Linked DNA regions of Mus musculus: region 1 is linked to region 2. Evidence: chromatin contacts called from public promoter capture Hi-C data. All regions are on one chromosome and are shown on one strand. The core of a region is the stretch at or near the end of the contact, and the rest is flanking DNA. Distances in the headings are between cores, read along the strand shown. Region 1 holds the start of Abca2 (ATP-binding cassette, sub-family A (ABC1), member 2). Region 2 holds the start of Tor4a (torsin family 4, member A).

The links. Promoter capture Hi-C pulls out the DNA fragments that hold promoters and counts their contacts.
Region 1: a contact with region 2 is called in a promoter capture Hi-C map of the HPC-7 cell line. The contact joins the promoter of Abca2 here to the promoter of Tor4a in region 2. A contact is called at or near these places in 19 of 39 promoter capture datasets (the 3T3-L1 cell line, 3T3-L1-derived adipocytes, the C10 cell line and 12 more), 2 of 15 datasets of contacts at CTCF or cohesin (CD8 T cells and embryonic stem cells), 21 of 484 Hi-C or Micro-C datasets (B cells, CD4 T cells, the G1E-ER4 cell line and 13 more), 10 of 115 datasets of contacts at active chromatin or transcription factors (astrocytes, effector CD8 T cells, embryonic basal ganglia and 4 more) and 3 of 9 other capture datasets (adipose tissue, embryonic stem cells and liver).

What each region holds. Positions count from the first base shown.
Region 1 is chr2:25,425,827-25,431,185 of GRCm38.p6, reverse strand. It overlaps Abca2 (ATP-binding cassette, sub-family A (ABC1), member 2), which reads right to left and starts at 2,587. Exons shown (of 49, transcript NM_001368624.1): 1 at 2,351-2,587. The coding sequence starts at 2,416. Fut7 (fucosyltransferase 7) reads right to left here. Exons shown (of 4, transcript NM_001289453.1): 4 at 4,812-5,359. The coding sequence ends at 5,285.
Region 2 is chr2:25,194,572-25,200,818 of GRCm38.p6, reverse strand. Tor4a (torsin family 4, member A) reads left to right here and starts at 4,006. Exons shown (of 2, transcript NM_146115.4): 1 at 4,006-4,227; 2 at 4,894-6,247. The coding sequence starts at 4,930. The coding sequence ends at 6,210. Nelfb (negative elongation factor complex member B) reads left to right here. Exons shown (of 13, transcript NM_021393.3): 12 at 52-160; 13 at 353-1,107. The coding sequence ends at 499.

The sequences.
Region 1 (5,359 bases), core at 1,338-3,837, 230 kb before region 2:
GTCCGTGCCCAGCTTGTCCCTGGTTGTGCCCACTGTGCTGACAATAGCTCTCTGTGATCAGAACACCCTGCTGTGTTGTCTATACCCTCACCCGCCTCAGCCTGTGCCAGCCTCCACCTCCTCTCCAGCCAGGATGGAGTCCAGGGCCAGTTGAGGAGGTGGTATGTACACCCAGGGCTGCAGGACACGGTGTCTCACGCATACAGAGTAGCAGGGGTCACAGCTCAAGAGACAGCCCTACCCACACTTACCCGACCACAGGCACATCTGCCCTGCCCTGGGCACCTCTGCCCGAGTAACTGCAGCGCAGGCCAGGCTGGCTCCCCTATCACTATAGCAACGGCTGCGCATGAGCTGCTGGGAGAAAGAGTCCTAGCTGGGAGGCGGAGGGCAACAGAGGGGCATCTGGTTACAGGCTCACAGCACAGGTCCAGCGCTACCTGTCTTACCTAGGTGACCGCAAGTGACCTAGGGATTCTGTCTCTCAAGACAAGTCCCGTGCTTCCACACTGCCCCAATATCTCCATGCTCACCCTGGGCCTGAGCAGCCTTGTGCTCGCTGTGATGGGGGATGGGGAGGGTAGCAGGTGATACCCACGTGTGATGTTAGCTTCCACCACAACTACTCTATACTGGTGATCCTCCTAAGGGTGCCAGGGTGGACCCATGTCCCATGTACTACCCATGTCCCTACAACAAGGCAGGGTAGTACTTGAGCGAAGGAAGCAAGCAGGGCAGAAGTCCTGAGGTCCCCTCCAGATCACAAGCTTTGCATGGGCACACCCCTGACACCAGCAAAAACTGTCTTCCTGGAAGAAGACAGCCACTGCTGGTAGCTCAGCCATAGGTTATGGATCTCCTCTGTGGTCTAATTGGTCTCTGGGAATGTTGAAGCATGCGAATTCAGGAAAACCCAACAGATCCACATAACAGGCAGGGGTCAGTCCTAGGGAAAAGGCAACGGGCACCTCCAACTGACTGTCACACAGCTGGACTCTTCTCCCAACTTGCTGTGGCAGGAACTATGTTGTGGCCTCTATTCCCAAGCCCTGAGGGGTGTTCCTGATAAGCAACTTTGGGCTAGCTAGCACTAAGGCATGCCTACATACACTCTGTGTCCCTTCTTCCCAGGGACTCAAAAGCTATAGTCACAGGGCTGCCCCTTCAGACCCCACACCAGCCAACCAGAACAGAGAATGTACCCAGTCCTGGCAATCAGCCAGGGCCAGGTGCCCACGGGAATTCTGCCAGGCTGTGGTGATGACTGCTACCCACCCTGCCTACAGACCAGAGTTTCTTATTATGAATCTAAAGTACTCAAAGAACATAGGTGGAGTGTTGCTGCCCAAGGGGTCCCTGGGTATGAGCTGGTTAAGGCCCTTCTTTTAGGTCCTGCACTCTCTTGTCTCCATCCTGGAAAATCCCAAGGGCCCTCGGACACTCTTGCTGGCCCAGGACTCTCTGGATGCCCTTGCTCTTCCAGGGACTGGGATGAAAACCAACACTGCAAACGCCATCCGTGCCTGGCATCCTGCTCCTCACACAGGACTCGTACCCCAACACTCTTTATACCCTGCCTGGCCTAGACAGGTACTAAGAAGCTCAGCAGAACCCAGCCCCAAGAGAGGCCCAAGGCAGGAGAAATCAGAGGAGCAGCCTCAGGAGAAACTGGCCCCAAAGGGTGCTGGGATTTAACAGGTTGAGTCCACACAACAAGGACATTCCCAGGGATGAGAAAGCAGGAGTAAGGGTTGTGACTTGCCAGGATGGGTTAGGAAAGGAGATGAAGGGAGGAGAAGGTGGTGGTGGTGGTGGTGGTGGTAGTGGTGGAGGAAGAGGAGGAGGAGGAGGAAGAGGAGGAGGGCGGTAGCAGCGGCGGCGAAGGCTGTTTGGTACCAGCTTCAGCCTAAGGTGCTTGCCCAAGGGCAGAGTACCAGTAAAGGGAATGAAAAGACAGGTTCCTATGGGGGCCCCAGAGATGATGGGACCAGGGCTCTGAGTCCCTAAGCTGAATGGTGTGTCCCAGCTAGCGCTCTGGACCAGGAACCTGCACCTAGCTCTAGCTGAAGTCCAGGGACCACCTGCCCCCACCCCAGCCTGCCAGAAAGCGCTGCGGAGGGCGCCGGCCCGTGACTCAGCCGTGCGCTGCGAGTGTCAGCGGACCAGGGCACAGCCGAACCCACTGCCGGAGGCCCGGAAGCCCGCGGAATCGTCCGGCCCCGAACAGGGTCTCCGGTGGCGCCCTCCCGGGGTCTGCGCGCGCCTGGACACTGCACGTGCACGCGGAGAGCGCACCGGCAAATTGGGCGCGCGGCCTGCGAGCCCCTAAGGGCGGGCGCGGCTCGCTCACCGGGCTCCGGCGCTTCAGCGTCACGTTCTTCCAGAGCAGCAGCTGCAGCTGGTGCAGGAAGCCCATGGCCGGGCCGCGCTCCGCCGCTTCAGCGCCGCGGCCCTGTCCTCTGCGCGCCCCGCCGGGCCCCGCTGCCGGCCGCGCCGCTCGGCATCGCCCGCGCGGGGGCGGGGCGCTCGAGAGTCCAGGACCTGCTGCTCGCAGGCTCCGCCCCGGCGGCCGCAGCTACAGAGACTCGTCGCGCCCGCGCCCGTCGCCCCCACTTAAAGGCGTCTCTGCGCCCGGGTAGCCGCCAGGGGGCGCCCGCGCCCGCCTGCACCTGCGCACAGCACTAGGCCTCGCTGCTCACTGGACCCATAATGCAGTGTTTCCAAGATCCCTCACAGCCCCCATCTAAACCAAGATCCCGGCTCGCACCTTTCCGAGGTCTAGGGAGAACGCAGGTACCCTATGCTTCTCCCAGGAGATTCCAAATATGAGTCTCCAATTGAGAGATTTACGCAGAGGGGTACCCAAGGTGTTTACTGTCCTGTTTGGAAAACTGAAGGAGGCTTGGTCACCATTAGATTGACCCTCCTCACTTGTAGAGACAGGAAGCAGGGTCAGTCACTCATTTAGAGGAGAGACATTGGTCCGTTAGGAGAATCCCATCGCGGCTTGAGGTGCAACAACACGATGTGACTTAGATATTTTAAAGAGGAGCCTGATGAGAGGGACTGCGGTAGTTCGACCACCTTCACAAAAGCATTCTGTGTTCCTCATAGACGAGCCACCACCTGCTGATGAAATGGCGTTTACCTAGATTATCAAAATGCAGAGCAACAGCAGGTCATGGCAGATTTACCTTTAACCCAGCGCTCAGCTCAGGGAGGCAGAGAAAAGCAGATCTTTGTGAGTTCAAGTCCACACTGGTCTACATAGAGAGACCATATCTCAATAAAATAAATAATAGAGAGCAACCACGCACGTGTAATCCCAGCATCAAAAAGGCAGAGGCAGAAGGGATGAAGTATTCAAGGTCATCCTTGGTTATATAGAGAATTCAAAGCTAGCCTGCGCAACATGAGACCCTGTCCAAAATACTCTCTCTCTCTCTCTCTCTCTCTCTCTCTCTCTCTCTCTGCAGGTGGAGACAGCTGTTTTGAGGTCCAGGGTATCATCCAAACACATTTCTTACATAGTTTTAACTGAATTTAGAACACGTAAGGTGCATATGCCTGGGGTCACTGCAGTCCACCTGCGATTTCCATGCAGGTGAGGCAGATGCCCAGCGGGCAGGGCAGCAGAAATGCTTACCAGGTATGAAGAGCTAGACACACCACGTGAAGGGCTGGGTGTGCATAACCGGAAACTGCTACAGGTCAGAGAGCCCTAATTCTGACCTGAGAAAGTTAGGTTTATATTCAAAATGATGCTGAGACATCACAACTGTGAAAATTTACCACAGTCATCCATTGTGACTACCAGATCAGGCCTCCCTGCTCTAGCCAGACTGCACAAAAGGGGCTGGAAAGCAGGGGTGACTGAGAAGACAGGTTGTCCCTTATATAAGAGGTTTACTTGCTACCCCAACACCACCCACCTCCCCACCTACTCCATATTCATGTAAGCCTAGCATCTTTCTGCTCTTAGAGCCTGGCCTTTGGTGGGTCCTTAGAAGTGTTTGAATGTGGGCCTATTGATACTGTCACAGGACTATTTTCTCCAATATGGCAGGCAGGGGGCAGCAGAGAGCCACTAGCTGTGGTCCTGAGGACTGTGTCTGAAGACTGCAGGCCAGTTTGGGTTTCCCCGGCCTATGAATAGGAGGGGGAGGCTGTGTGGTATTCAGCCTGGGACATGCAGTTTGCTCTTAAAGTGAATGCAAACCGTCATCGAGGGCTAAAGCTTCCTGACACTTCCCAGCTCCTCTCCTGGGCTGGTGGGAGAGGACACGAGACTCCACCCAGCCCCAGGCTCAGGCTCCTTCTCTCCAGTTAGCCCATGAGGCTAGATTAGGGCAGGAAGCCATGGTTAGGCCTTTCCCACAAACCACAGGGGGAGGGCAGCTTCCTGCCTGTACTGCCACCCCATCCCCGGACAAACCCAAGCCCCAGCCCATCCCAGGAGCTCAATCTGTCATACACTCATAGCCTCACCTCTCATCTCCTCCTGGCCCACCCAGTCCAACACAGTGGGCACCTGCAGCAGGCTCTTCAGTGAAAGCCCTAACGGATACATCACACCCCATCACACAGGACACACCTCCCACTGAGACCTATGACATGTGGCACCTCAGCCACAGCTGTGTCTGACCTCAGTTCTCAGGTCTGTACCTGCCGTGGGCTTTGAGTTCCTGGTAAGGTACCACTCAAGCAAGGCTCTCAGACAGAAACGAGAAACCCAATAATGGCTGCCGGAGGGAATTGAGCAGAGGAAGCTGGCTGGTGAGCTCTGCTGCCTAACAGACTTGACCAGGAGATTTCTGTCAGTGTTTTTATTAGTAGTGCCTCTTTCCCTGGGGGAACTGTGGTGTCAAAAGCCCAGAATCATCTGCACTGTCCTTCCACAACCCCCTGCGCCCAGTGTACAGTCTGCACCCAGAGTACTAGAGGGTGCATCTGCAACCTTGAGGCTAAGCACCTTGACTATAGAAGTGTAGGGTCCCAGCTCCAGCCATGGGCATGGAGCCTTCAGCCATGGGTCAAGGTAAGTCAGGGACCCTCAGCCACCTTCCCCATATGCTCCTCATTAATTCATTGTCTCTTATCCTGGGCCCCTACTCTAAAGCCCACCAGGGCATCTCAGCCCAGTTTTCTCCTTATATCCTGAATTCCTGCTCACTGAACAGGAAAAGCCTTGGGGTAGTGCCATGGTGACCAAAAGCCTGGATGCCCAGCTCTTTGGTTTCAACATCAGTCTCCCACCCATCCAGCCTCTCCCAGCAGCAGGAGTTCAAGCCTGGAACCAGCTTTCAAGGTCTTCATAGACCTGGCTGCGGGGCAAGTAAGGGTAGCGGGCACAGATGGT
Region 2 (6,247 bases), core at 2,757-5,256:
TAGGAGTGAAGCAGGTGTCACGGCACCTCCAGCTCCACTGATCTCTTCCAGGAAGGAGAATGTGCACCGTCATGTGCTGAGGCTTCTCCTCCACTTGCATGCAAGAGTGGCCCCTTCCAAGCTGGAGGCATTGCAGAAGGCTCTGGAGCCCACAGGCCAGGTGGGTATCATCAGTTCCTACTTAGAGGGCATTGTTCTGTGAATGTGCTTGGCCAGTCCAGCTGTGGCATGATGCCCTTGGCGCTTGCTTTGATGGTGTTTTTCATGATTGGTCTTGCCTCTGGGTTCACTCCTCCATGTAGGCTCAGACAGACCCCCTGTCTATGGCATGCCATGTCTGGTTTTCCTACAGAGCGGGGAGGCCGTGAAGGAGCTCTACTCCCAGCTTGGTGAGAAGTTGGAGCAGTTAGACCATCGAAAGCCCAGTCCTACCCAAGCTGCAGAGACACCAGCACTGGATCTGCCTCTTCCCAGCGTGCCTGCTCCAGCCACACTGTGAGGCTGTGGAGAACTGAAACTGTTTGACAGTGGTGCCCTATGGAAGGGCACCTAGTTGGCTAGGGGTGTAGGCTGAGCTGAGAGGGGTGTTCTTTGGCAAGGTTCTCCCTCCTCTAGTTTCTCCCAGGAGCTGGTCCCAAAAGGTCCTCCCTCAGTGGTCTACTTGCATATCATAGGGGGCCCTTGATGTCATGGTGGGACTTGGCCCCTGCTTGACCCTGGCAGAGGTGGATGGTGATTGGGATATAGGAAAAGCAGTGGGCAGAGGCCTGACTGACCTGATATTCAATCTGCACAAAGTCCAAGGTATGCTAGGTTCACCAAAGTAGATTTGCTGGACCTGATCCCCAAGCACAGGAGTGGTACCCTCCACAGAAGCTGGGGGAGAGTCTGCAGCAGGCCTGAGCCTGCTGATGTCAGTGCTGACTGAGTCCATGCTAACTGAGATCTGTAGGCAGAGCTCTGCCCTGTAGCTCCCTGCCTCAGTTTATCTTTGCAATACAAAGCAAATCCTTCCCCAGCTATGTGTTTTAGCCTTTGAGTAGGGGAGTTTCGGTGTACACATTGAATTTTCCACTTATGTAAATAAAACGGATTTTGATAAATCCATGGTGAGGAATCTGTTTGTCCTGGGACTGGGTTCAGTGGTGGATGCCATGACCACCTTCACCACCTCTTCCTTCTCTTCCTCCTCTTCCTCCTCCTCTTCGTTTCTTTCTTCCTTTTTTTTTTTTTTTTTTTTTTTTTTAATGTTAGGTCTCACTACCTGTCTCCGACTGTCCTGGAACTCATTGTATAGGCTAGGCTATCCTCGAACTTGGAGAGATCCTGCCTTTGCCTCCCACATGCTGGGACTAGTGTGTGCCACCACGCCTGGAGGGTGTAACATTCTGGAGAGTCAGTGCTTTGGCCTCTGTGCTGAGTAACCTGGTGTAGGGCCTAGCTGGAAGATCTCAGGGCCTCTCAGAGTGCTTTGATCTCTGTGTACAGTCTTTCAAAATGAGGGATAGGGATTGCTATGAGGACCAAGGATAAGCCCTAAGTCAGAGTGATTCTGAACATCAAACTTTACAGCCCTGTGGCAGCTTAGACATCGCTGGGTGGCTAGGGAAAGTCCAGCTGGGCCTTGGGCATCCAAGACAGAGTGGCTGAGCAGGGAAGCTGTCTGAGGCCTAATGAAAGCTCTCTTGCTGTGATGGGATTAGGCAGGTGTGGGTGTTTGCAGGGCCCCCAGTCTGTGCCTAGCTTTTCCCAGTTGTGAATGAATGGTATGTACCTTGGCTGAATCTGGCTGTATGTCACCAGGTGGGGAGGGGCAGGCTAGTGAATATATCCCTGAAGCTGAGTGAAGGGGAAGGAACGGTTTTCTATTATAAGCAACACTATAGACTAGATGAATCATAAAGTGTGTTTATTTTGGCTCAAGAACCTGGTCCAAAGATCAGGATGAATTTAATGATAGTAGCCTTTCTGACAGAGGCCTGAGGCATAGGGTACCTCAGTGATTGGGGGAGAAGGGGACAGAGAGGGATGGGGAAGGGCAGGGAGGGAGGGAATGAAAATGTATGGGTTCTGTTTTCTCTCTTTAAAGCCATGGAATGACAAGGTGACATTTTTACAACCTCATTTGATCATAACCACCAATCTTGAAGGCACAGCACAGTGGATTGAATTTTCAGCCTCCACCACCCTCTAGGTGGCTGGGGGAGACTTCAGCCAATGACACCACAACTAGATCACTGTGGGACCACAGGAGCGCTGCTTAAGTTTCCAGCTGTGTAGAGGTCACAGGTCAAAAAAACACAGGCCTTCAGTTGGGGGAAGTGCTGCTAGATTCTCCTGTATTATTATTATTATATTATTTTCTGTGACAGGGTCTCTGTAGCCCTGGCTGTCCTGGAACTTGGTATGTAAACCAGGCTGTTCTCAGAGTCACAGATCCCCCACCTACTTGTCAGCCTCCCAAGTGCCCGGCTTGCTTGGTTATTTTAAAAGTGGAAGAAACATGTCTGTGGGGTGATGGCAGTGATCCATTAGTAAAAAGCTTATGACACTGGGACTTGAGGTTGTCATATCCAGGCAGCTGCTACTTACACAGCACAGACATTTCAGGAAGGCTCTTGGGGCTGTTTTCATGCACTTAGGATGGTGACTAGGGCTACATGGGGTAGACAGGAAAGGTCTGGGCTGAGAACAGAAGCTGTGAGTGGACTGGATGCCAGGCAGGGTAACTGGGCAGAGGGAAGGACTGCTAGAGGCTGAAGCCTGGGAGAGACAAAAGGTCTGTGTGGCTGGATTCTGCTAGTGTGGGCCAAGTGTGCCTTCAAGGAGCTGTGAAAGGAAAGGGTGTGGTAGGTGAAGGGTCAGGTTTGGGGCTGGTGAGGTTGGATTTTACAGTAGGGTTGGGACCAGGGATTGGGCACTGAGGCTTGTGAACCTTCTGTCTATCAAAGCCTTATCCTTGCAAAAAGTAACTCTGGGGCATGAGTTCCCTGAATGGGTCACTTTATCAGCTCTTTTCCTTATTCCGGAATGGGACTCTGGGCCCTAGAGAGTTCGATAGATCAGCCTCTTGGAAAAGTAGCTGGCCAGCATTGGGTTTACCTAAAGATTATCCTGTCCCTTTCTTGCAGGGCCTGATCCAGGACCCCAGGGCCCAGTATCCTTGGGTCAGGAAATTCTCGACTAGAAAACTAAGGTTTCTAAGAGCCTCTTCCCTCTAGGGCCTGCTCAATCAGCTGTGTGCATTGATATTTTACACGGTCTGTGAAGTGTAGATGGGGGGGGGGTCATGGGTGAGGCTGAGTTGTTTAGATGGCTCTGGAAACACTTATCCTCTCTGGCCACTCTAAACTTTGTGAGAGTTCTGGAAAGTTCAGGATCCCAGGCTGGCCAAGGAAGCAACCAGCTCCCTTTCAGAATGGGAGGAGTCTGAGGCACTTCCCTTCCTGCATAAATGGGCATGGAGGTGGGCAGGGCTGCAGGCAAACAGGTTGCCATGAAAAGTCTAAAGCTTTTCTGTCTCCCAGTTCTTGCTCAAAGAACATTTTTCTATCTGCTCTCCCACTCCACAAGGGCTCTGAGACATAAGGGGTTCTATCCCTAGCGCTAGAACTTTTGTTTCTTGGGTCCTGCCCTATGAGAGGTCCAGGTGAATGGGCAAAGGGGAGGGTGGGCGGTAGAGAAGGGAAAGGAAGGGAAGTACAGAAGAAAAGGGATTAGAGGCACCCCGCTGAGCAAATGACCTGCTTTCTACTAGTTTACTAAGTAGGGTCTTTTGGGTCACTTCCTCAGTTTATCTGGGTCAGGGAAAGGGGTATCCTGGCAGAGGCGATGTCAGTAGAGGGCAGACTGAGCTTTCAGGAGTCCAGGGAACCTATGGGAAGAGCTGCTGGACGGGCTCCTCCCTCTCTGTGCCCTGGATAGGGGTTCTGGGTCAGTCAGCCAGACCTGCCCCCACTGGTGGTTCCGTTCAGCCCAAGCTCCGCCTGCCAGCACCCCTGACTCACTTCCTTTGCATCTAAGCGGAAACCTCCCCAGAGCTTCCCCTGTTCCTGTCCCTGGGGACCTGCAGAAGTTGTTACCCCTTCAAGCCTGAGTTGGGCCAGCCAGACCCTGGCCCACCCACCTCACCGATTGGGTGGAAGACTAGCATTTCCTGCTTCCTGAGTTGCTGGCTCCTGGCCTTGGAAGGGAGTGGCTGAGCTGGAGGAGCCTGCGCAGCTGCAGGTAGGTAGCTGCAGATATGGAGAGCTTCAGGCCAGCCTCCTCAGAGGCAAGGCTTTAATCCTTCCTCGGCTCTTGTTCATTTTTCTGCTCTTGTGTTCTCTGGGAGGATGGTGAGGGACCCCAGATTTGGGCTTGGATGGGAGCTAAGGGTGGGAGTGGGTTGGAAGGCCTAGGTTGTGACTAGGGACAGTGCTAGAATCCATTCTCAAAACCATGAAAGTTTGTCTGCATATTCCACCAACTGTCCTAAGTATGGGGAGAGTCTCAACTCTTAGGGGTACTGAGTCCTCTGGAACAAGGTGCCTACTTGGGACCTGTAAAGCCTTTGACAGTCTGATAGGTGCTGGGTGTGTTTGTGCAGGGTCCAATTTGACCATTCTATAACCCTAATCAGTGACAACGAGCCTTCTGTTTATTCCTCTAAGAGGGAGGTCAACAGTATGATAAATTATACACCTCGCCCCACCCCCGCACTTCCTCACAGCCTAGGCCTTTTCGGAGAGGACCCAAGAGATTTGCATGCGTTGGGGCCCTCCTGCTGAGAGCCGGGCTTCCTGGTTAGTGGAACTAGCGAGGCGGGGCCAGTATTTGGCCGGAAAGTACCTTAAGGAACCCCAAGAGGGTAAGATCGGGGACTCACGAAGTCTTCCCATTTTTCTATTGCAGGGAGGGGAACTACATGCCCAGCATAGGTCCTGAACCATGGACCGCAGCCATCCTAGCCTAGAGCCCCAGGCCAAGGGACCATGTGTGATAGCGCCAGTGCGCGCCGTGCTCCGTCTGCGCCGCCGAGTCTGCGTCCTGCGCAAGAGGCGCCTCTTGCAGCCAGGCACTGAGCCGGACTCTGGGACAGGGACACTTGGGCCCACCGGCAGCTTGGGCACTCTACGTGCCGACCTAGACCAACCTAAATTCTTCACCTTCGACAGCCTGACAGAGCTGACTTCTAGGACACCCCGCAAGAGGCGCAGGCGTAGTCGGGTAGTTCTCTACCCAGAAACCTCACGGAAGTGCCGACCCCGCACAGAGCGGCAGAGTCGTGCACAGCGTTGTCTGCTGCTTCTTGTAGCCATTGTGGGGTTCCAGGTTCTCAACGCCATTGAGAATCTAGACGATAATGCACAACGTTACGACCTCGACGGGCTGGAGAAGGCGCTGCAGCGTTCTGTGTTTGGACAGCCAGCTGCTGTGGGCCGCATCATGGCCCTGCTGCGAGACTACCTGGCTACACATGTGCACAGTCATCCCTTGCTCCTGGCACTGCACGGGCCCAGTGGTGTAGGCAAGAGTCACGTGGGGCGTCTGTTGGCGCGCCACTTTCGCGCAGTGCTGGAAGATGGTGCTTTGGTTCTGCAGTACCATGCACGATATCACTGTCCAGAGCCACGCCCGGTTCAGGACTGCCGGAAGGAGCTGGCACAGCGAGTGGCAGATGTGGTGGCACAGGCTGAGGCCGAGGAGAAGACCCCTCTCTTGGTCCTGGATGAGGCTGAACTCTTGCCACCTGCGCTGCTAGATGAGCTCCACGACCTCCTGCAGCCACAGCGTTCGCACCATTTCCACAATGCTATCTATGTACTCCTAAGTGGCGCTGGTGGTATAGAGATCACACACTTTGTGCTGCAAAATGCGTCACGGATGTTGCCCCCACTCCGCCATAGCGCAGGCAGTACTCAGACTGAGGAATCTCCAGCCCAGGAGTTACTCACCAGTCTTCGAGAGCTCCTGGCCCGAGAACACCCTCTGTGGCACACTGCAGCCATCGTGCCCTTCCTGCTACTGGACAAGCCGGATGTGGTCAACTGCTTCAGAGAGGAGATGGCAGGGGAGGGCTTTTTTCCTGAGCAGGCACTGGCAGAACATCTGGCAGAGCAGCTCAGCTACTACCATGTTGCTGGACATGAATTTGCCATCACCGGCTGCAAGCAGGTAGTAGCTAAGGTCAACCTCTTACAGCACAAGCCTGCACATGCTGGACACTAGCCAGTGGGCCCAGGCAATCGGAACTGTTGAAGAAAAC